Linked DNA regions of Mus musculus: regions 2, 3, 4 and 5 are each linked to region 1. The links are chromatin contacts, called in public HiChIP or PLAC-seq and promoter capture Hi-C maps. All regions are on one chromosome and are shown on one strand. The core of a region is the stretch at or near the end of the contact, and the rest is flanking DNA. Distances in the headings are between cores, read along the strand shown.

Evidence for each region. Promoter capture Hi-C pulls out the DNA fragments that hold promoters and counts their contacts. HiChIP or PLAC-seq counts read pairs in DNA pulled down with a chosen protein or histone mark.
Region 2: an H3K4me3 HiChIP or PLAC-seq map of forebrain shows a contact between it and region 1, with 4 times the contacts expected there. The contact joins the enhancer-like site here to the promoter of Wnt11 in region 1. A contact is called at or near these places in 13 of 39 promoter capture datasets (the 3T3-L1 cell line, the C10 cell line, the HPC-7 cell line and 9 more), 4 of 484 Hi-C or Micro-C datasets (embryonic fibroblasts, nephron progenitors and uterus), 17 of 115 datasets of contacts at active chromatin or transcription factors (bone marrow-derived macrophages, craniofacial prominence, differentiating embryonic stem cells and 12 more) and 3 of 9 other capture datasets (adipose tissue, liver and pancreatic islet).
Region 3: a promoter capture Hi-C map of hippocampal neurons shows a contact between it and region 1, with 4 times the contacts expected there. The contact joins the enhancer-like site here to the promoter of Wnt11 in region 1. A contact is called at or near these places in 12 of 39 promoter capture datasets (3T3-L1-derived adipocytes, cranial neural crest, embryonic stem cells and 7 more), 4 of 484 Hi-C or Micro-C datasets (the N1E-115 cell line, cranial neural crest, embryonic stem cells and 1 more), 12 of 115 datasets of contacts at active chromatin or transcription factors (craniofacial prominence, differentiating embryonic stem cells, embryonic forebrain and 9 more) and 3 of 9 other capture datasets (adipose tissue, embryonic stem cells and liver).
Region 4: a contact with region 1 is called in an H3K27ac HiChIP or PLAC-seq map of embryonic fibroblasts, with 4 times the contacts expected there. The contact joins the enhancer-like site here to the promoter of Wnt11 in region 1. A contact is called at or near these places in 6 of 39 promoter capture datasets (the 3T3-L1 cell line, the SN4741 cell line, cranial neural crest and 3 more), 9 of 484 Hi-C or Micro-C datasets (cerebral cortex, embryonic fibroblasts, embryonic stem cells and 3 more), 7 of 115 datasets of contacts at active chromatin or transcription factors (craniofacial prominence, embryonic fibroblasts, embryonic limb bud and 3 more) and 2 of 9 other capture datasets (adipose tissue and embryonic stem cells).
Region 5: an H3K4me3 HiChIP or PLAC-seq map of embryonic limb bud shows a contact between it and region 1, with 3 times the contacts expected there. The contact joins the enhancer-like site here to the promoter of Wnt11 in region 1. A contact is called at or near these places in 10 of 39 promoter capture datasets (the 3T3-L1 cell line, cranial neural crest, embryonic stem cells and 6 more), 2 of 484 Hi-C or Micro-C datasets (group 2 innate lymphoid cells and pre-megakaryocyte-erythroid progenitors), 5 of 115 datasets of contacts at active chromatin or transcription factors (craniofacial prominence, embryonic forebrain, embryonic limb bud and 2 more) and 1 of 9 other capture datasets (adipose tissue).

What each region holds. Positions count from the first base shown.
Region 1 is chr7:98,836,656-98,840,880 of GRCm38.p6, forward strand. Wnt11 (wingless-type MMTV integration site family, member 11) reads left to right here and starts at 2,190. Exons shown (of 5, transcript NM_009519.2): 1 at 2,190-2,535. The coding sequence starts at 2,453.
Region 2 is chr7:99,044,281-99,048,505 of GRCm38.p6, forward strand. The region is part of intron 6 of Uvrag (UV radiation resistance associated gene); the gene reads right to left. Among named protein-coding and RNA genes, the nearest start is that of Uvrag, 95 kb to the right of the region's middle. Within about 2 kb of position 2,436, at least 30 of the 459 cell types and tissues checked have an H3K27ac peak or open chromatin away from gene starts, as enhancers often do. A contact at or near this core is called in forebrain and neural progenitor cells, where this site is marked.
Region 3 is chr7:99,013,730-99,017,954 of GRCm38.p6, forward strand. It overlaps Uvrag (UV radiation resistance associated gene), which reads right to left. Exons shown (of 15, transcript NM_178635.3): 7 at 2,840-2,945. Among named protein-coding and RNA genes, the nearest start is that of Uvrag, 130 kb to the right of the region's middle. Within about 2 kb of position 1,837, at least 25 of the 459 cell types and tissues checked have an H3K27ac peak or open chromatin away from gene starts, as enhancers often do. A contact at or near this core is called in hippocampal neurons, where this site is marked.
Region 4 is chr7:98,677,009-98,681,233 of GRCm38.p6, forward strand. No RefSeq gene overlaps it. Among named protein-coding and RNA genes, the nearest start is that of Emsy, 23 kb to the left of the region's middle. Within about 2 kb of position 1,868, at least 19 of the 459 cell types and tissues checked have an H3K27ac peak or open chromatin away from gene starts, as enhancers often do.
Region 5 is chr7:98,980,974-98,985,198 of GRCm38.p6, forward strand. All of the region lies in intron 11 of Uvrag (UV radiation resistance associated gene), which reads right to left. Among named protein-coding and RNA genes, the nearest start is that of Gm33827, 110 kb to the left of the region's middle. Within about 2 kb of position 2,243, at least 9 of the 459 cell types and tissues checked have an H3K27ac peak or open chromatin away from gene starts, as enhancers often do. A contact at or near this core is called in embryonic limb bud, where this site is marked.

The sequences.
Region 1 (4,225 bases), core at 940-3,439:
CGCGGGCCCACTATGAGACTGTTCCCATTGCAGGCTGGGCGCCCAGTCTGAAGCAAGAGGTTGCGTAGTTAGTTCAGGGATAACGAAAACAAGTCTTAAGGGATAACCAAGGCCAAGAGGGAAGTCACTCTGCGCTTCATCCAAGACGCGAACAGTAGAGCCCGAAGTCCCACTGTGTGAGGCCGGGGCAGATATTTCTTTGAACCCAGGCTTAGCTCCCCCTGGCGGACCGGGGACTTCGAGCGACGAATGCGCTCTGACCCTCTGGGCGCAAGGTGAGGGTGACACAGCGGCTCCCAAGGCTGTCCTGGACCTTCTTAGGTAGGACGAGAATAATATCAGTACCCAGAGACCAAGGTGCCTTTTAAGCAACGCGCCGGGGTGACGGAAGGAGAAGTCTAGGGCCTCTGGAGCTGCTGGGAAGAGCAGGGAATAGCTGGAGGCCTGGGTCCCCGACCGACTGCTGTGCGGTTTGGGCCACCCTTCCTCTCACTGGGAGTCGTATATTGATACCCCGGTGTAAGTCCTTGAGATTCCTTCTGCGACTTAGCGATCCCTTCCCACTTAGAAACTCTGGGTGCCTTCGGGGATCCCACACTTTAAGTGGGAACAAAGAGACAATGACTGGTGTTTTGAGGCCCCCCCCCTCCTCTGCGATCTGATCCTGCAGACATTTTTCTGATTTGGGGGAAGTGTGCAAACTTCCAACAGGGAGGGAAAGATCTGGATACGGAAGAGGTAAGAGGAAGATTCGGACTGCACCAAAAATCCCGTTGAGACCCCAGCTTGGAGTCGTGTTTGTGCCAAGCATTTCAGACTTGGGGGACTCTGTGAAGGGGGGGGGGTAATTCAAGGTTTTCTGCTTGAATTCCTCTGGATTCTGCCAGAAGGCCCCAGAAAACTATGACGTTTCAAACGTGTGTGTGTGTGTGTGTGTGTGTGTGTGTGTGTGTTCAAGCCTGTACATTTGAAACACACAGGCGTGCATAGGCTACACAGGTATGTATAATAATAGCGGATACAGAGAGAAGATCAGACGAAGATCAGAAAGCTGGAGTCCAGGTCTTTGCTTTTTAATAAAAGGGAAAACTTAGGCTGGGGTGGTTGAGGAATTGCCCAAACTCACAGAGCCAGATGAGAACCGCTCTTCCCTGTTCCAGAGACCCCCCCCCCCCCAAGTCTGGCACCTCCTTCCTCAGACTCTGTAGACCCTTTTGGAAGGAATCCCTTTGTCCTTGCTGCTCCAGAGAGGAGAGGGGCTGTGTATGACTCGGGGCGAATGCCAGGTGTTGGTAAATTTGGGAGAAGCCTGGAAGGGAGTTAATGAGGTGAGAATGATGAGAAGGGAGTCAAGCCTCAGAAAGCAGCTCCGCAGGCTGCAAGCGGGCGGGGTGGCGGCTCCTCCGCGGCCCTAGCTCGCCGCCTGGCGGTCCCAGAATCAACCTCTTGCAGGCCTGGAGCTTCCCTGCTCTGCTAGGGAGCTTTGGCGCTGCCTCGTCCGGACCGAGGCACTGAAGTGGCAAGTCTGAAGTAGCTCTTCAGGCGCTGGAGATGCCTCAGTGTGTAAAGAGCACCCACCTCCACCCCATTTTTGCAGTTTCCCCTTCCCTTACTGGAAAGTAGGTGCCCAGAAATAGCACCGTCTTCTGTGTTCTCCCTGCCCTTAGCTTACCCGGCACAGGTAGACAAAATAGCTCAACAGCCCAGCACCAGACGGGTGCTCACTAACTGAACAGCCTAACAACTAACTGAACAGATGTTTCCACATCTCTGGGCCTCGGTTTCCTCATCTGAGATGGATGGAGTGACAATACCCATCACAGGTCTGAGAGGAGTAAAGATGGCTGGCTACACTGGGAGACTGTTCTCTGTAAAAGGAGAATTCTGCTCAGATCACCCCATTCGCAGATGAATAAACTGTAGACTCATTAAAGCTGCAATAACTAATAATCGATATCGTGGATTAGTATAGGAGCCTAAATCATATTCCGGATCAGTTCCTCTCCTTGCGGTCGCTACGTCAGTTGGTTTTCGCGCTGCTGCTGGTGGTGGGGTCTCCTCCTTGCGGTCCTCTCCAGACTCTCTGCTGGGTCTCCCGAGAACCTCCTATCTGCTTCACCCTGTCCTTCCTGGGCCGCTCAACCCTGATCTGCCCTGGGCGACACGCCCTCGGCCGCGCTAGGGTCTCACCTAATCCGAGCCTGACGCCGGCGGGTCTCGGGCGGTTCGGGGAGAGAGCGGACTCCTTCCTCGCTCAGCCTCCCCGGCCCGACCCCTCCTTTGTAATTTGAATAAAACGCCTCCCAGCCCGCGCGCCGCCTTAACCCGCCGCCCTGTTCTCCGTGATTGCAGGCGGCGTGCGCGCAGGAACAGCAGCGGTGGCCTGCAGGCGGCGGAGTTCGGTGCGGCTCCTGCAGGGTGCGACCCCCGGGAGCGCCGGGCGCGCGCGACGATGAGGGCGCGGCCGCAGGTCTGCGAGGCTCTGCTCTTTGCCTTGGCGCTCCACACCGGCGTGTGCTATGGCATCAAGTGGCTGTAAGTAGGACTCCGTTTTCACTCCAATGGGCCATTGGGCGAGAAGCTGGAGAGGTTGGGTGAGCCCACCAAAATCTGCGAGGCTAAGTTGGCTTGGGCGTCGTGGGCGAGCCGTTCTTAGCTCGGCGACTTCTTCTGTGATATGCTGTTCTTACCCTCCGCGGGCTTGCGAAGTGGGTGAGCGGATTTTCTCATCCAGGCCAGGGTTGCTCAAAGGCCAGTGAGGGACTAGGGAAACATCCTCTCCAAGTGGCACAACTCAGAGAGAGTCTGCTCAGTTCAGGACACAGGGTCCAGTTCGGGATCATGGCCTGTCAGCCTCCAGGAGGTCTGCTAAGAGAGTTTTGACCCCTTCCACCTGGGGACCTTGGGGGAAGTGTCACCTTCTGGGGCCTCCGAGTACTCGGTCTGTCAGAAGGATAGTTAGTACCGGCTCCTTGGGATCTGATTGGAGACTCCCTAAAGAGCTGCTGAAGGTCCGAAGCTAAGGGATGTCCTGGAAGGATAAATGGTCGCTGGGGGCAATTTTCCTGGTTTCCTCGTGCAGTGCTAGTTCCTCCTGTGGTGGCTGCCGTAGGCAGTGTGAAAGGAGTGGGATATGGGGAAAGGCAGCCCCTTCCTGAAGGATCTGTCCCTGGGCTGGGAGAGATAAGCCCGGGCTGTAAATAACTTTCCAGGGGTTGTAAGAGTGGAGGCTCCGGGGCTCGGAGGAGGGCAGCCTGGTTGGGTCACCCATGAGGGTTACAGAGATTTTCTAGAGGCTGCCACTTTTGGCTGCACAAGTGAGGAGTTTGGCAGGTAGGAGATATGGAGGACACTCTCAGAGTACAGTGCCCGGAGTGGGAGAGTCAAGAACAGGAATGTGTCTGCCTTGCTCAGGTCATGGTTAGGGAGCCTGCAGATCAAACAAGGGATTGATAGATTATGGGCACTGAAGAGGGTCGGTCCAGGAATTCGCTTTGAAGAAGGAATTACTGCAACACACTGAACCTCTGGAAAACTGGAGGTTCCTGGTCCAGCCTTTTCTGGTGCTGAGTTCTTGATTAAATAATTCGGGAGGGAAATCCCATCTTCTTGTACTTCTGGTTTACAAGAAAGGGGGTCTGTCCTGGGCCAGGCTCCTTCGAACCTCCTCCTGCTGCTGTCAGGCACTCTTGCTTATTGGGCTGGGCACAAGTCAGTGAGAGAAGCCCCTTCAGCCATTGCTTTACAGACCAGGGGATGAGGTGAAGAGAAGGAAGGGGTTGCTGAGAGCTACAGGGGCCTTCATGGCCTAGCACCAAGCTTGGGTGACTTGTTTTGTTTATAGAGTCCTGGGGACACAACTCTCATCTCTCTTTATCTGCCCTACAAAGGGCGTCCTGAGGTTCTAAGGATTCATGTGACACACACAGTCCCAAGCTGGCGTGTGCTGGGGATGGGGTGGGGTACGAGGCCGGCTGAGAGCAACACCCAGTTTTGCTCTACTACGTCTAAGCCTTGACACACATGGGCACAGCTCAGAGTCTGCACTCAAGACATCCCCCAGGGAGGACTTGACGGGCAGAGATGGAATGTGAAGCAGGTGTCCCAGGCTGGAGGAAGAACAAGGACAGAAGTATGGGGGCAGGAGCATCCCCTGTCCCCTGCAGGGAGCAGGGACCACAGGGTGTCCTATTACACAGCTCTGAGAGCTGCAGGCCTCTATCTG
Region 2 (4,225 bases), core at 1,186-3,685, 210 kb after region 1:
TAATTTACTTTCAATGGCAACAGGGGGAGAGCACTTGTTACTATTTCTGCAACGCTCCCATAAATTTGGAAATATTTCATAGGAAAAGAAATATAAAATGCTCAAGAAACGAAGGCAAGAAATACATACCGAATCTCAACCCCAATCTCCCCAAACAACACAGCCATCGACAGCTAGTCTGCTCACTGCAAGCCATCAACAGCTAGTCTGTTCACTGCAGGCCATCGACAGCTAGTCTGTTTACTGCAGGCAACACACCCGTCAACAGCTAGTCTGCTCACTGAAGGCAACTTCAGCCAGTGGCATCACTGAGCAGGGCGACATATTTCACAAGATCAGCTTCCTCCCAGAGATAATTCACTCAGTAACTAACTTATTGAGAATGAGTTTTCAATGCCAGCTTTATCACTAAACTGTAATATTTAAGTCACTGGGGATGTGGAGACTAGATCAGCAGGATTGGTTTGGTTTGGTTTGGTTTGGTTTGGTTTGGTTTGGTTTGGTTTGGTTTGGTTTTTCAAGACAGGGTTTCTCTGTGTAGCCCTGGCTGTCCTGGAACTCACTCTATAGACCAGGCTGGCCTTGAACTCAGAAATCTGCCTGCCTCTGCCTCCCAAGTGCTGGGATCAAAGGTGTGCGCCACCACTGCCCGATTAGCAGGATTTGTAGGACACAGAAGAGACAAGAGTTTCTGAACCTGGCCTGTACGTTCTCTCTGTCAGTGGAAGAAAATGTACGGTTGCAGATAGCTTAACTCTAGCTTTAGGGCTATTGTTTGGCAGTTTATATAAAGGAGGCACCATTCTATTTCAATTTTCAAGCAAAACGTTAAATGTTGCTCACACACAAATGGCTGGAATTCACGTATCCAACCCAGAGAAACATTCTTTGTCCTTTATAACTAAGCAAATGAATTAAAATATAGCCAAAAGAAATCTATTCAGGCGTTCGGGAGATGGCTCAGTGTTTAAGAGGACGTACTGTTCTTGCTGAACTGGAGATTGCTTCCCAGCTCCAACGCTGGGCAGCGTACAAGCACCTGTGACTCCAGCACAGAGGGCCCAATGTCTCTGGCCTGTGTGGGTACCTACACGGATGTAGTGTAAATACCTAACACACATGCACACACAAATTCATAATTACATTTTTAAATCTTTTAAACAGTCTCTCCGTTGTCCCAGTCACTGGGCTGTGGCATTGTGGAGGCTGCTTGGGGTCAGGCCATCAGCATTGACAGTCATACGATGAAGGGAGTCCCCCGTGGCTCCATTCTCAGTCCGTGCACAGACAGACAATAGTTGATAGCAATACTATCAAATATAAAGTTATTTCTAAGCTTCATTATGTAAAGATGTGACTAGTATTAAGACAGAAGAAAAGGAAGAGGCCCCGTGGGAGGAATGTCCTGAATTCCTCATTCCTCATGAGCCAAAGCCAAGAGCGCGCTATCTAAAAACTCATTTATCAAATAACAGAAACAAAGAAGTTGGTGTCAAGTTTTACAGATAACCACCAGAAGTCAAAACAGAGAGAGTTCCAGGTGGCAGCTATCCCTAATGGGTGAAAATGGGCAAGGTTGGGGAGGGCAGAACGGGAGTCTCAACTTTTAATTCTAGGGTCTGATTTGTTAATGGCATGCCATTTGTCCACTTTAATTTTTAAGTGTGTGGCAGGAGGGGAGTTCTCGTGGTCGCCATGGGGCCTCCTCTCACTGTTTCTAGAAAAGCAAGCACGGAGCGAGAATGTGATGCACAGTGCCTGTGGGCTCAGCTACCTCGAAGGCCCTGGCTAGGGTCTCTGAAGGTAAGCAACCCAGCACTTCCTGGAGTCTCCCCTGCACAGGAGTTAGCACGGACGCAATAAACCCCTGCTTACGGGGTGACCAATCTATGCAGGATGTGAACAAAACTGCTCATACCAACTTTTACTTGAAAAGCAGTATCAAAAAAAAAAAAAAAAGGAAAAATTATAAAACAAACCTCAACTTCTCTTTATTTGTGCCACAACAAAAATACCTCACCAAAATAATTCATTTGGAAAAGAAGCTTTTTGATGAAAACCCATAAAAAGTCACAGAAAACCAGTGCCTTCCCCACTTGCTTCCTATCAGAGACTTTGCCATCTCCTCCGAGGCTGAGCTGCAGATGCAGGCATGTGTGTTGCAATGAAGGGGGCTGGGGGCGCACACTGTGCCTCTGGTGGGGGCGTACACCATGCTGTGCCCGGGCATCTTTGAGACTAGTGAGTTTACTTATGTGTAAACGATGTTTCAAGTCTATTCAAATGACTTCACAAAGTAATTCCACATGACAACTTCTTTCTACCATCAAAATCTACTTACATTAAAAGGAAAACTGTGGCTTAAAACAAGCACTGAGAAGCCATGGTTTCCAAGGATACGGGATGGCTTCGTGTTGAAGCTTCAAAACTGGCATGCCTGACTCAGTGCCAGTGAGTCAATGTGCTCTGAAAGAAATTATACAAGTCCTGTTTTCTGTGTTCTCTACATAAACAGTTCCACAGCGGCAGTTTATAACACGGAGGATCGGTCAGTAAGACATTCACTTTTAGCCTTGGAAACACTGTCTGACGTTGGCAATTGCACCCACTGCAAGGTTCAGCTCTGAAGCCTGAAGACGTATTAGGATCATATGGCTCTTTGATCAAATCTACAAAAAAACCCAAACGGAGCTGCAGCACAGTGCAAGAAAATGAAAGAAAGCCTCACCAAGCACAGGGTCTGTGCATCCCATCAGAAAGAGCAGGCAACAGTGGGGAGACCTCACACTGGGGGCGGAGACAAGAAAATGCCACGCAAGCCTGAATAAGCCATTAAAACTCCCTGAGCCTTCCTGAGCCATACACCTAACAAACAGAGTTGCTGAAGGGGCTAAAGGGGACGCTAAAGCACACACAGCATAAGCTTTATACACAACAACTCAAAACGGCAAACATCTATGGCCTCAGCTGACTGACAACCTCAGGCAAGAAATCACTTGAGTCTAGGAGACAGGCAAAAGAGTGAGACCTGGTTTAAAAGCAGGAGAACCACAAATAAACATTATCAAAGGAACTAATGCAACCAGGCCTAGTGATGCTTGTCTTTCATCCCAGCACCCCAGAAGCAAAGGCAGGCAGATCCCTGTGAGTTCAAGGCCAGCCTGGTCTACACAGCCAAGGCTATATAGAGAAACCCTGGATTGTGTTGTTTTCTGCTTTGTTTTTGTTTTTTTTTTAAGAAAAAATTCGGGGTATTAAAGCTAAATGGTCAGCACATAGCAGGCTTGTAAAATACAAAAAGGTACAAAGAATGAAGTGAGATCTGTGGAGGCTTCACAGAGCAAGGGTATGCGGTCCACGTCTGGAAGAGAGTCTTTTTAAGAAGTCAGGCACGTGTGCCTGGTTCTTGCTATTTCACGGGTGCTGTCTCCTGCTCTTGGTCCTGCTTGATGAGATCCAGTTGTGTTTTGTTACCACCTACTGTATGCCGAGGATAACTGACTCCAGTGCTTACTAGCTGAGTATCGACTGGATCAGAGAGTAGTTAACTGGAGAATTCTATCCTACCTATGACCGTTAAGCTTGACTTCCAGCTTTACTGAAGTAGACTTTCCTAGACTATTAGCAAACCATATCTCTGGTGTATCTGTGAACACAGTCCCAGAAGAAATTCACTACAAGAGAGAAGAGCCACCCTGAAAGTGGATAGCACCATCCCACAGACTGGACCCTAAATAGTCTCTGATGGGGAAAGGAAAAAGCTTACAACAAAAGCCAAGTTGCTCCTACATGCTACCACCATTGCAGTGCCTTCCCTCAAGCTCACAGTCATGGAACCAGTGGTCACGGACTGACACCTCTGAACCCCATGAGGCAAAATAAATCTTTCTACCCTTGAACTGTTTCTCTCAGTTATTTGGTCACAGCAATGGAAAAACTAACACAGAAGATTAATACTGGGAGTAGGGACATGTCTATGACTAACCTGATCACATCATTCTTTAAGTCTTTAGAGCCAGTTTGCTGGAAAGGTTTAGGTAAGTGAGCAGGATGAAGCACGCAGCAGTGTGAGCGAGCTTTCAGACGGGGATTTCAGATGGCAATGGAAGTGAACTAGAGGCCACTCAGATTAATTTTTAAAAGAACTTGGGTGCATTTTGTTGAGACTTTTAGGCTAAATTTAAAGTTAACAGACTAACAAGGCAAGGGGAATACAGTCAGCTCA
Region 3 (4,225 bases), core at 587-3,086, 180 kb after region 1:
CAATGAGCACCCCCAATACCCAAGCACACACAGTGACCAGATCTTGTTTCTAAAGACCTCAGCCAACCTAAGGAGCTGGGTCCTGGTGAAAGATGGCTACAGGCAGGGCAAATGCAAGATGAGCTGGACCACAGCACCACAGGGGAAAGAACACCAGAGAATGACAAAAGTCAATCTGAAAGACTATTATATGTCTACTCATTTTAGAGAGGGTTTACTATGTATCTCAGGCCAGCCTTGAATTCACTAAGTAGCCTGGGCTGGCCTCAGACATAGGACAATTATCCTGACTCAGGTTTCCTGAGTGCTGGATTACAAGTGAGCACATTATACCAGCTATCTCCTAGGAAATACAGTTAGGTGCCATAGTTCATGTTGGGCGCGTATGGCATATGTGAAGATGCTAAGGTTTCAGCTACAAACCTGCCATCTCTGAAGAGGTACATACTTAGGATTCATTAAGAAGAAGTTTGAGGCAGGTAACTGGTTGGTTTCAGCATCAAATATGCCATATTTTTTCCTCTGTTTCATTCTCTTTTGTTTTTTACTTTGTTTTTATTTATGTGTACACTTGTGTGTCTATATGTGGATGTGTCCTTGTGTGCTCAGACGCCCATGGAGGCCATCAGTCCCCTGGAGCTTGAGTTATAGGCAGCTGTGAGACACTCCACGTAAATGTTGGGAACTGAGCCTGGGTCCTCTGAAGAACAGCAAGTCCTTCAACTGCTGAGCCATCTCTCCAGTCCCATGGACTCATTCCGAAATTCAACAAATACTTAATATATACTTTATATCTTCTATGAGTCAAACATTTGTCTAGATCCTGGGACTCAAAAGAGATGGAAGGTTGGGAAGGAAGGAGGAAGGGAGGGAGGAAGGGGAGGAGGGAGGAGGGGAAAGAGACCAAAGGAAGCGGGAGAATGGGAGTAGGGGGGTTGGGATCCCAAGTCTCATGGTTTAGAGAGACACAAATATATTAAATAGCTATCACATTAGATGGTAATAAATACTATATAGGAAAACCAAGCAAGATAGGGACTGAGTGTACTGGGGTGTGGTTCTCAGTGGGATGTTATGAAACTATATGATTTCTAGGTTCACTTCCAGTTTAAAACTCCCTTGACTTCCTTCTGTGTTAACTAGGCGGCATACAAACACACAGTGACCCTCTGAACCTGACCTCTACAGCTTACACGTTCTATCACCTTACCCTGGGTGTCAGCACTCATAGTTTAGAAAAACAGGATTAAGCAGACATGTGTCCACACTGAGACAAAGCATACGCAGTCACTTAATGGAACAAGTCAATTCCCAGTCTTGCCTGGGAGAGGAAAGGAAGGAAAATAAAACCTAGCAAGTTCTCCCCAGACAAAGGTCCTAAAAATGCATTTTTGTACATTACAGAAAAAAAAATCTGATAATTTTCCCTCCCTCTACAATGTTCTCGTGGCCTGGCATTAGGCCTTTATGGTCCTAAGTTATAACACAAAAGGCAGCCATTTCTCTAGCGTGGAGGGAGGATTTTCCAGAGACAAGGCAAGTGCTATGAAGAGACAAGCAGCTCCTGCTGCTGCTTGGGTACCACGGACACCTGCTCTGGCCAGGAACAGCACGAGCAGGTGTGCGGATGAAGGTCATTGGAATGGACTGCTAATCTCAGCATCTCTACAAGATGAACAAATGTGTTTCGTTAGGTCCCAGGAGAGGGCCTGCGCACAGGTAGCTGCTCACACATAGCTCCCGCAGTCTCAGGGGCCTGTGATTGGACAACCCTTGGTGTAAGAGGCGCCTTTGGATGCGCATGTGCGAGCGGCAGTGGGAAGAGGCTGCATATGGGAGGTAACAGCTCCCGGGACTGCCGGGCAAGCTGTGAGTTTTTAGTATTTTTCTAACTCACTGCACATTGCAGGCCGTTCGAAGTCACGTGGCTTCATTTGCAGCAGAGTGTGATTTAGTGGTGCACACGTGGCTTCCCGACACAGAACAGCTGTTTGAAAGCCGCCGTTCTTTTCCTCTGAGGAAGAGCATCAGAAAGCACCAGACGCTGTGAAGCCCTGAGATCTGCCCGTCCAGTCTGAGGTCATGGATCCTTTGGAATGCCTCAGCTAACCCACATCTCTCTAAAGGTGAACACTTCACAAATCAGACTCTCATAACTGATCCTATTCATTTTAAAATCCACCTTTCAAAAGTGGATTCATCCTGGCTGAATATAATCAAAGAACAAATTAAACGGTAAGAAACTATCTTCATTAAACCCAGCACTATGTATATACACTAATAAAGTGATTTTTTTTTTTACATTTGTTTATGTGTTTAGTATTTACGTACGTGTGTGTGTCCTGCGAGTCAGAGGACAGCGTATAGGAATGAGTGAGCTCTTTCCTTCTGCCGCAGGAATCCCAGGGACCACACTCAGGTGTTAGGCTTGGGGGCAGGGCTCTCAGCAGCTGAGCCACCAATACCAACCCAAATGCTTTCTTCAAGTGCGTTAGTTCCACTGACTTCCTTTCCCCCTCCCCTGTCCTGGCAGCTCTAGGTCACTCACTGTACCTTTCATGCTTGGAGTTCACAGTTATCCGACGTTAATAAAACAGTCTGCCAGTCACCTCCCAAGTAATTATATCTCAAGTTTCATCTAATAGAAAGTGGCACATTTACCTCACGCTACTAGCAGATGGGAACTTTGATTTCTAACATTTAAAATACACCAGCAGCCATCTGAATGCAACATTATTAGCATCGTTATTAGTACGGTCTAGAGATTTTTTTCCAAGAATAATATGATAATCGCTTGACAAAAACAAGAGTTTGAACAGGTACTTATACAAGAACCTACCAGCTCATTGCTTGTCGATGTGAGTCTTAGTTTTTCTTCAATTTCCTTTCCAAGTCTCTGAACAGTTACCTGAGTCTGTTTAATTGCACACTGGGCTCTATGAAGCCTAGAAATACAAGTTGTAGAAAAATGTAAGTGAGTTAATTACAAAGTCTAAACAGAGAGCCACAGACATGAATTATAAATCTCCTAGGATAAATAGAATCAATCCTGAACAAACCAATTATTTCTAGAGTCAAACATATAATGAAGTAACAGGAATTACAAGCCCTAAAATAACAGTACTCTGCAATGCCTCCTCCTGCTACGACATGGGTAGGGCAAAGGACTCTAGGGGTTTAGAAGTGCTTTAGAACGTGATCTAGTTGAGGGGCTGAGAAGATGGCTTAGTCAGAAAGCAGCCTGCAGCTCAAACATGAGAGCCTGAGTTCAAGCCCTGGAGATGGCAGCACAAGCTTGTACTCTCACTGCTAGGAGGCAGAGACATGGGCTCATGGGGATAACTTTATATAAATCCCTATAATTTATATAAATAGTAAAAGATCTAGAAGTAACAAACTGATCGGAAAATCTGTCAGATCCCAAGGTTTGTCTATAGGTAAATGATCAGCAAAGTATGCTGCTAACTTACAGATGGAAAATGGATCAATAACCAGCTGCTCTCATACATTCAGAGAGCTGGAAGACTGAGGCAAACTCACCCGAGCCCAGAATTTGGAGACTAGTGGGCACATAGTAGTAAGACTCCATCTCAAAAACAAACAAGAACTGGAGAGATGGCTCAGTGGTGAACACCCACTCAAAGGACCCAGGTTTGAATTCCAGCACCCACAAAGTAGCTCACAGCTGTCTGTAATGCTGGTTCCCAGGGACCCAATACCGTCTTCTGGTCTCCATGGACACCAGGCATACAAATGGCACACACACACACACACACACACACACACACACACAGAGAGAGAGAGAGAGAGAGAGAGAGAGAGAGAGAGAGAGAGAGAGAGGCAGAACAATTGTTTAACTAGTTTACCAGAGGCAGGAATGTCTGTTCACCTAGAGATAGCAGTAGGAAAAGTGGGAGGAAACCCCTAACCACAACAACTGTGTTGGGGAGCCACACCAAGCAAAGGGCAGACTCTTCATCAAATGGTGTGGGAAAGCTAGCTCACCTCATAAAGGAGAATGCAATAGCTTCCTCTCACTCTGCACAAAGTTAATTCAACATAGATGAAAGACTTTAAGTTGTAAAACTCTGAAAATGCTAGAGAAAAAACCAAAAGAAGTAAAAGCCACTTCAAGATATAAGCATAGGCAACTTCCAGATCCAGGCACAGGCCAAGACTTCCTGCAAGGACTCCAGCAGCCCAGCCGTGCATAGCAGGGGCCATG
Region 4 (4,225 bases), core at 618-3,117, 160 kb before region 1:
TCAACTCCACTAATCCAAGAGAGTTTACAAGTTTTAAAAAGATGTTGGATGGGGTTAGGCTTATGGGATCAGTGGTAGAGAGCTTGTCTACTATCCACAAGGGCCCTGGGTTTAGCTCCAGTCACACACACACACACACACACACACACACACACACACACACAGAGAGAGAGAGAGAGAGAGAGAGAGAGAGAGAGTTCTCAAAGCTCTGGTTCTGAGTATGTCTAGAAGTGAGGTTTTAGAACTCTAAGCTTGTAATATTATCCTGGTGCAACTCTCAACAGTCAGAAGTCAATGCACCCTAAAATGCGGTAATCACAGTTCCCTATAAAGTCCCTTCCAGCCTCCCAGACACTTGTCTCCAGTGAGCATCCAGGTACTCGTGGGTGGTAGTTTAAGCAAGTCTTTCCTGTTGCATGTCAGAGAGCATTAGCTGTTGAGAGATACTGTCCAACAGAGTTCCAGGTTTGCTGTGTGTCCCTGTCAGGGACACCAACTGGGTAGGACTTACCTATTCACTCTGCCTGAGTCACCTCTATAATTAATCATAAAGGAATTAGGCAGGTCAAAGGGACTAGAACATGGCTTCCATCAACAGTTCATTCCCACAGAGGAAGGAAACAGGCTAATTGATTGCTTACCATTAAAGCTTCTATGTTCTTGGCCTGGGGCGCTTCAGCTCTCCCACACACCCGGAGAGCTGCCAACCCAGCCACTGCATTGGTTCCTAGGACTTTCAGGCAATGAAACTACTCTACCAGGCTGTGGCCCTCCTGGTCACTGTGCTGCAGAGGAAAGTGTCTCATCAAATTGTCTGTTTCCTGGGGCCCATGGTATCTTCATGTGGTGGAGGCTCCTCCCCAACACAGTATCTCATCTTACACTGGCAGTGTAGTCATCACTGAAGACCAGACCAGCCAGGTACTCTCCTGGAATCCTATCTTTAGGGGAAGGTTAATCAAGACCAGAGCCTCTTCTGTCCATATACCTTCTTGTACCCTGCCAACCATGGTCTAGCAAGAGCTAGAAAAACATTCTCATTTGCAAGTTTTCTACATTGCTTAAATATGGAGAAGGATAAAGAGAGTGGAAATTTTCTTTTCAGTGTTTTTATTTATTCTTTGGTAACTTCAGGCATATAATGTATTTTTATCATATTTGCACCATTACCACTTCCCATTCCCCTCCCACTTCCATTGAACCTTTTCTTCCCAACCTCTCCCTCCGTCCCTCTCACTGGCCCATGAGTTCACATGGGTTACTTGCATGATCATAAGCAACTTTCCAGTGGCTATCCCACTAAACAAATGACCCCTCTGCGCCACCCGACACCCAGCAATTAACTGCCAGTAGCTCCTCTGGGACGGATGGGGCCTCACGAGCCGTTGGGAATGAGTCTTACAATAAGTGGACAAATAGCCTGCAGTGGAGGGGCTTACCAGTGACACTGTAGGACAGGCAACTTGGAGCTTATGTCCATTTCCTCAGTGCTAGCCACTACCACTTACCTTGGACCTTAATGTTCTTTTCACTGTGCTCTGCCTCCAGAGGATCTTGCATTCCGGGTTCCTTTCTCTTCATGGAGCTAGCTGCTTCCATGTCTCAGAGCGCATGTTCAGCATTATCAGGAAGACATTCCATGACCAATATGCCTAAAATAGCCTCATGCCGCACTTCCTGCTCACCCGTCCCCACGACACCACTGTTAATTTTATTGGTTTTGTTTTTATTGGAAATCATCTTCTATGTTTATTTACCTTCTCCCCTCGCTAGAATGCAAGCTCCGGAAAGGCAAGCAGCTTGCTGCCTTGGGTTGCTAAGTGCTGTATTCTCTGCATTCAGAGTGGTACTTGATAACTGGATTGCAGGAGTAAATTGTTTCCATCTACTCCTCAATTATGCACTCTTTCCTGTCTCCCTGGGTGAGGGGTTTCTGCTACACGTCCCCAGAGGATCCACACATTCTCTCATTATAACATTTAATTACAATTACAGTTGGTCCCTTGACAGAACAACACGGTGACCAAAGCTGTTGGGCAATTTATCATCTTCAGTCATATGCAAGGCTGGTACTGGGAATTCAGCTACGAGCAAGACAGACATGGTCTCTGTTTTCACTCACATTGTAGGTTTATAATTTCCACCCCTATGGGATCCAGCCAATCAAGGACTGAAAATAGACAGGGAACAAAGTTACATCTGCACTGAAAGTGTACAGACATGATCTTCATGTCCTTAGTCCCTAACCAGTACAGTATAACTGTTTACACTGCACTTGTATTGTGGCAGGCATCGGAAGCACTCTAGATAGGACCCGGAGTGTATGGGATGATGCGTAAATATTATTCCATATTAAGTAAGTGATCTTAGCATCTGTGGGTCTGAGTGTCTGCTGAAGGAGGGGGGTGTTCTAGAACCAATTGCTCATGGATACCAAAGGAAGGCTGTGCTTTGTACGTTACCCCTCACTACACCAGAAACTCAGGGGAAGAAGGGATCATGTCTGTCTTGTTCCTAGGTGAGTCCCCCGGAGCCAGCACAGCACAGTATTTGCAATATAACTGGACATAATAAAGTACCTGTCAGATTCAGTCAGCGCATTGTCCTGTCAAAGGGGCCAAAAAAAGATTTAGTGATGGGTACATAGAAACCAAGCAAAAGAAAACAAGACATAATCACCTCCAAGAAAAACAAAAATCCAAACAAGAATAGAACTGAAATCACACATCCCCACACAGCTTGACTAAGAACTGCATTTATATAGACATAATCCATGCCATGGGACTGCTAGTTAAACAGGTGAACTAGCTTTGTCTAGTTAGTTAGTAGCTAGCCAAAGCTCCCCGAGTATCCCTGATTCCATATCTTAGAACTTGCAGGATTCAGCAGGTAAAGTACCCGAGATACACTTTTAATTCCAGCACTCAGGATACAGAGGCAGATGGATCTCTAAGAATTTGAGGTCAGCCTGACTACAAAGCAAGTTCCATGCCAGCCAAGGTTACATAGTAACACCATCTCTAAACACACAAAGATGATCTTGGTGTATATTGCTGATCTTATGTTCTAAAACTTACCTGTCAGAAACAGTCTCTTGAAAAGGACCCTTCAGATGGGTTAGAATCCTCTTCATGGCTCCTTCAGGAAGCTGGTACCACCAGGTCAAGAGAGAGGAGCAGCTGGACTGCATTAACTACTTGCCTCTGGGATCTATTTACACACCCTTGTCTCGGCATCGTTTCAGGCTCTCATCCTCTCCTCTCATGCCTCCCAAGCTCCCAGACTACTTGGACCAGCTGCCTCCCCTCCCTCCACAGCAGCGTGCTCACACACTCTGTGCCTCCATACTTCCTATCCTCTCTGCTGACCTTTCCACAGATTCCCTTCGGTTAAGCTCCACTCACCTTATCTCAGCTCTGTGGAACTGGGAACGTTTGTACTTTCTCCAAAAGTCCGTTCAGACACCCTCCCTCCATGAACTCCCCTCCAGCCCTCCCAAGGAGGGTTAGTCATTCTTGCCGTGTGTGGTGCCTCGAGGGACTCCTGGTGTCCAAATCCTCACTGAGGGGCAGTCACCCCTAACCCCAGCCATGTGCACCAGTCTCCATATGTCTCTTGCTTTTCATCTTCCATTATCCTTTTGCCCCACCTGGATTATCAGTTAATCTCTGTGAAGGTTAATCTTGATTGTCAATTTGATGGGATTTGGAATTGCCATCAAACGAGTCTCTGGGCATGTTTCAGGGTGGGTGGTGTGGAGATTTATTTCAATTGGGTTAACTGAAGTAGGAAGGCCAACCTTAAATGTGGGTAGCACCATCTCATGGGCTTGGGTCTGGTCCTAGAAGAAGAGCACAGGCATTCACTGCTTCCTGCTGCCTGACTGTGGGTGAGGTGTGACTAGACGCCTCCTGCTCCTGTTGGCATGCCTTCCTCTCAGTGATGGACTATACTCTGTAGAACTATAAACTGGAATAAATTAACCACTCTTCCTCCATTTTGTCAGGGTATGTAATCACAGCCATGAGAAAAATAACTAATGCAATCTCTTAAATATCTTTAGCTCTCATCAGCTCTGTTTTAATCATTCCCTTTGGCCATCACCTCTCATCGGGATTCCTACAGCAGTTTCCTAAAATAAATAATAGTAATAACGATAATAATACTTTCCAACTGTCAAATTCTAAGGCTTATAAAATAATAATAATAATAATAATGATAATAA
Region 5 (4,225 bases), core at 993-3,492, 140 kb after region 1:
AACACAGGCTCTGGGGTACCCAGCGATGAGAGAGGAGAGAGGGTCTAAATGATGGTTTACTATTGCATGACTCCTAAGGACACCTTCAACTTCAATTACCAATCCTATGTTCATATCGTTCCGTTTATGGTTTCAGTATCTGCATAAGTAGCTTTTCAAGGCAGGAATGTACCCACCACCCTTCTTCAGTGAACGAAGTCCCTGCCCTTTACTACCTACGGCTCCTCGCTTCTCAGTGATCGCCCTATGAACAAATACTACTCACTGCTACTCACTTCGTTCACTTACCAACAAATACTAAACTAGACTCTCCTTTAGTATGTTTTCATCCATTTTACAGGTTAAAATAAAAACAAAGCAAAAACTAATGCTCAAAGAGACTAAAGAACTCTCCACTGAAACAGCTTGTAAGTGGGCCCGACATAGCCCTCTGTAAGGACACTCTCCCACGCTATCACAGAACCTTGTTAAAAAAACAAAACAAAAGACAGTATCTACTCATTTAACTTGGAGTTCTAGAATGTAGCTGGCACTCGAATGCACTATCCCAGTGTTGTCCTAGTTTTGTACTGCAGGAAAAGTGCATGTGAAAAGTCTGTGATCAGGGGCTGGAGAGACGGCTCAGTGCTGAAGGGCGTGCACTGCTCTGCCAGAGGAGCTGATTCATCTCCCAGCACACATATCAGGTGGCCCACAGCCACATCTAACTGCAGCTCCAGGAGGAGCTAATGCCTTTGGCCTCCTTGGGCATCTGCGCATATACACGCATAGCTACCTACAGACATGGTTACACATACATGATCCAAAATAATAAACATAAATATTTTTTTAAAAAAATTAAATCTGCAATCCCACATTTCTGTAGTGCTTCACAAAAAGGCATCACAGGCAGTACTTCTTGTTCTCTCCAAACACCTCATGAAAAAGTAGAATAACATCCATTTCAGGTGACTGCGGGGTCACTCCTAACTAGCATCCCAATTATTTCCAGAGAGGATGTCTTCCTCCCCAGACACAACCAAAGACTTTATTAACAATTTTGCCTTTGTAGAAACTTTAAAAATCATACTATACTAGCAACTAAAAGTACTTTACTTTTAATGTGTGTGCACATGCAGGTGTGTGTGTGTGTGTGTGTGTGTGTGTGTGTGTGCACATGTGCATGCACACGCGTGCCAGAACAGGCTGGAAATTAATCTTGGGTGTCATTTCTCAGGAGCTGTCTGTCTTGTTCAGGGGGCTCACTGGTCTGGCAGAGTTAACTTGAGTCCAGGGAGCCCCCACACACACTGGGGTCACAGGCAAGCACCACCACATATGGCTTTTCATGGAGGTGCCGGAGCTTAGACTCAGGTCCCCATGCTCATGGGACAAGCACTTTACCAACTGGAGGTTTTTCTCCAGTCACAAAAAGTAATTTAAATTATGAATTCTCTCATAAGAGAAATCTTAGATATCATGGCATGTAATGCCATCAATTCCCCGATGACACAGATGAGGCCCAGGTGGGACAGCTTGGTCAAAATCGTATCGGTAAAAACCAACAGCAGTGGAATGAATGGGGAAACTGCTTCTGGGCCTGAAAATATGCTGCTCCCCAATATCTAAGTGTGGAGTCACAGCTGAGACTGGGAGAGCTTTCACAGTGGAGACTCAGCCTCCCACTTTCTAGACCAAGCAGAGCCACCAAACTAAAACCATTCCTCAGAGCAAAAGGACTGTGTCTAAAGAACCGTTTTCTGAAAGGAGAGGAGGAGGACTAAGGGGGCTCACACTTGCAGCATTGCAGTGCCCACCACGGAGCTAACACTCAGCTTTCCCCGCCTTCCTGCAGAACCCGGTAGGAAAGGGGTTAAAATTCTCAGGAAGCAACAAAAAAGTCTTTTGATGAACCTTCCAAAAAAGTCAAATACAAACCACCAGCAGTTAATACCTCAAGCATCTGCATGCTTCTCAAATTACTAAAAGGATAATGGTAAGAAAAATTACATTTGCATGTTTTTAGACTACATACACACCTTTATTAAAAGAACAAAGGAGTGATCTCACTTCACCTCCCTCCTCAGTGAACAAAGCCAATTCTGCTTAAATGTCGACCTAAAAGGGAATCTCGAAGAGAGATGACGCACAGACATGAAATCAAAGGAGACAGTGGGCAGCAGAGTTAAGTAATACTGGAAATGAGCTTCAGTTCAGGCTGCCCAGGTCTCCGCTGTAGCCACACGACTCCCCGCTCTACCTATTAAACACCATGCAAGGTTTCCCGGTCCAGGCCGTAGCGCCTCACCAGCCTCACAGTTAAACACCGTGGTGTTGGATTTCCAATATTGAAGCTTTATATTAAAAAGCATTTTAAAAGGATCACGCGTGGAGCCTTACAGGGCCCAGGGGTATTTCAATACCCTCAAAAGGAAAACCACCTCCTGGTAGGGAAGTCACTTTCATCACCCCAAGACCACTGAGCCTCCAGTGGGAAAATGGGAACTCATGTGGTTAATTACGGTGATTGCAGGCCATGCAACCTCAGATGTCACAGTCTGTTGCCAATCATTTTAGTTGAAAACCAAAAGGTTTAAGGTTCCCAGCATTCTGAGATCTGAAAGATGTTTTACCTGACAAAGCCAAAACATGGCCCTCTGAGATGTGCTTTTCCAGCAAGCATTAACGATGCCCGCCACACCTAACACAGAGCAGAGGTGTGGGTTTCCGAGGCTGCTCTAGGGAGTTAGAAAGGTCATACATGATACTTCTGCTAGTGAGAAGCTGGAGGGAGGGAGGTTGGGAGGGAGGGAGGGAGGAAGGGAGGGAGGATGGTTGGGAGCAAGGGAGTGAACTGTAAGACTTAGGTATGTGAAATGATACTAACTCAACAGTGTTCGAAGGGCTTGGAAGCAAAGCCACAGTTCCCTTATAGTAGGTACTTATGATTTGTTCTTAAGATGTAGAAAGCCACTCAAAGCTAGAGCTTTTGTGTATAATCTTTATGATAAAAATTCTTACCAACACACAACAGCTACACAAACATTATAAGTCAGTTCAGCGTTCCTTTAGTTCTATGTTGGACAAACTGTTCATATGACAATGCATCTGAGTGCAGAGTGATCTCAAAGCTCTTACCATCCCGCCTTCCCAGTCCCTGAGGCAGCTCCTCTGTTAAGGGACCCAGCACCCTCTGATGCAGACAGGACAAAATAGTTAAGACTCTAATCAGTGCCACAGCAGTTATGAAGTCATTCCATGTTCTCAGTGAAACACTGTTTGACATATGGACTCTCCTTTCCAAGAAATCATGCCTGCATGAAGGGACACAGACACAGAGGACACCTGGGTCTCATTACCACAAAAGGTTCTCGTGTTATGGATTACTTAAAAACACACAAGCACAAACATTGGGTTTTTTCTTTTCTTTTCATTTCTCGTTTTTAAACTAAATGTCTCAGTCAATGGAACTCAGATGAGCGTTCCTCTCTGGACCCTTTCCTCGCATTGTGTCCAGCTCTCTCTGGCAAGCTCTAACAATAACTGAGTCATTCAGAAAAGCATAATAAATACAGGGCCCCTGGTGGGGTTTCCCAAACATCACTGACCCATGCAGTGCTAATCCGTATCCAGCAAAGGTTCATGGACATCATGAGAAAACCGTTAGAAATCCCTTTCCTAGAACCTCTCCCAGAATGCACTGCTATAGAACACTAAAAAGTCCGTGGATGCTCAGGAGGTCATTATTAAAAGACAAGAAAGTTGCATCATGACAGGAATAAGGAAGATCCTAGATTCAGGAAGATCAGTGGTAACATTAAGCTTTGCCACCAGTTAAGGTGAGTCCTTGGATGGAAAAATGTTTGAAATTTTCAAAGTCTCAATTTTCTTTTATTTTCCTCTCCTCCCTCCCTCTCTCCCTCCTTTACTTCCTCTCTCTCTTTCCCTCATCTCTTTCTTTCTCTTTTTAAAATTGAAACAACAAAACAAGGTAATTCTCTATCCATAAAGGAAATTCTCACAGAACTAAAGTAATCTCATAACATCAAACACTACTCTTGCAATTTTCAAAATAAACTCTCATGTAGTGGGAGCTGGCATTGAATCCCTGATCTTCCTGCCTCCGGGTGCTGGAACCACAGACTCACCATCAATATCTGGTTGATGTTGCTGCATATTTACGCACCCATCTTAAATCACCCTCTTACCCTTCTTCAAACATTCTCTGATTCTATGAAGTGGTTTT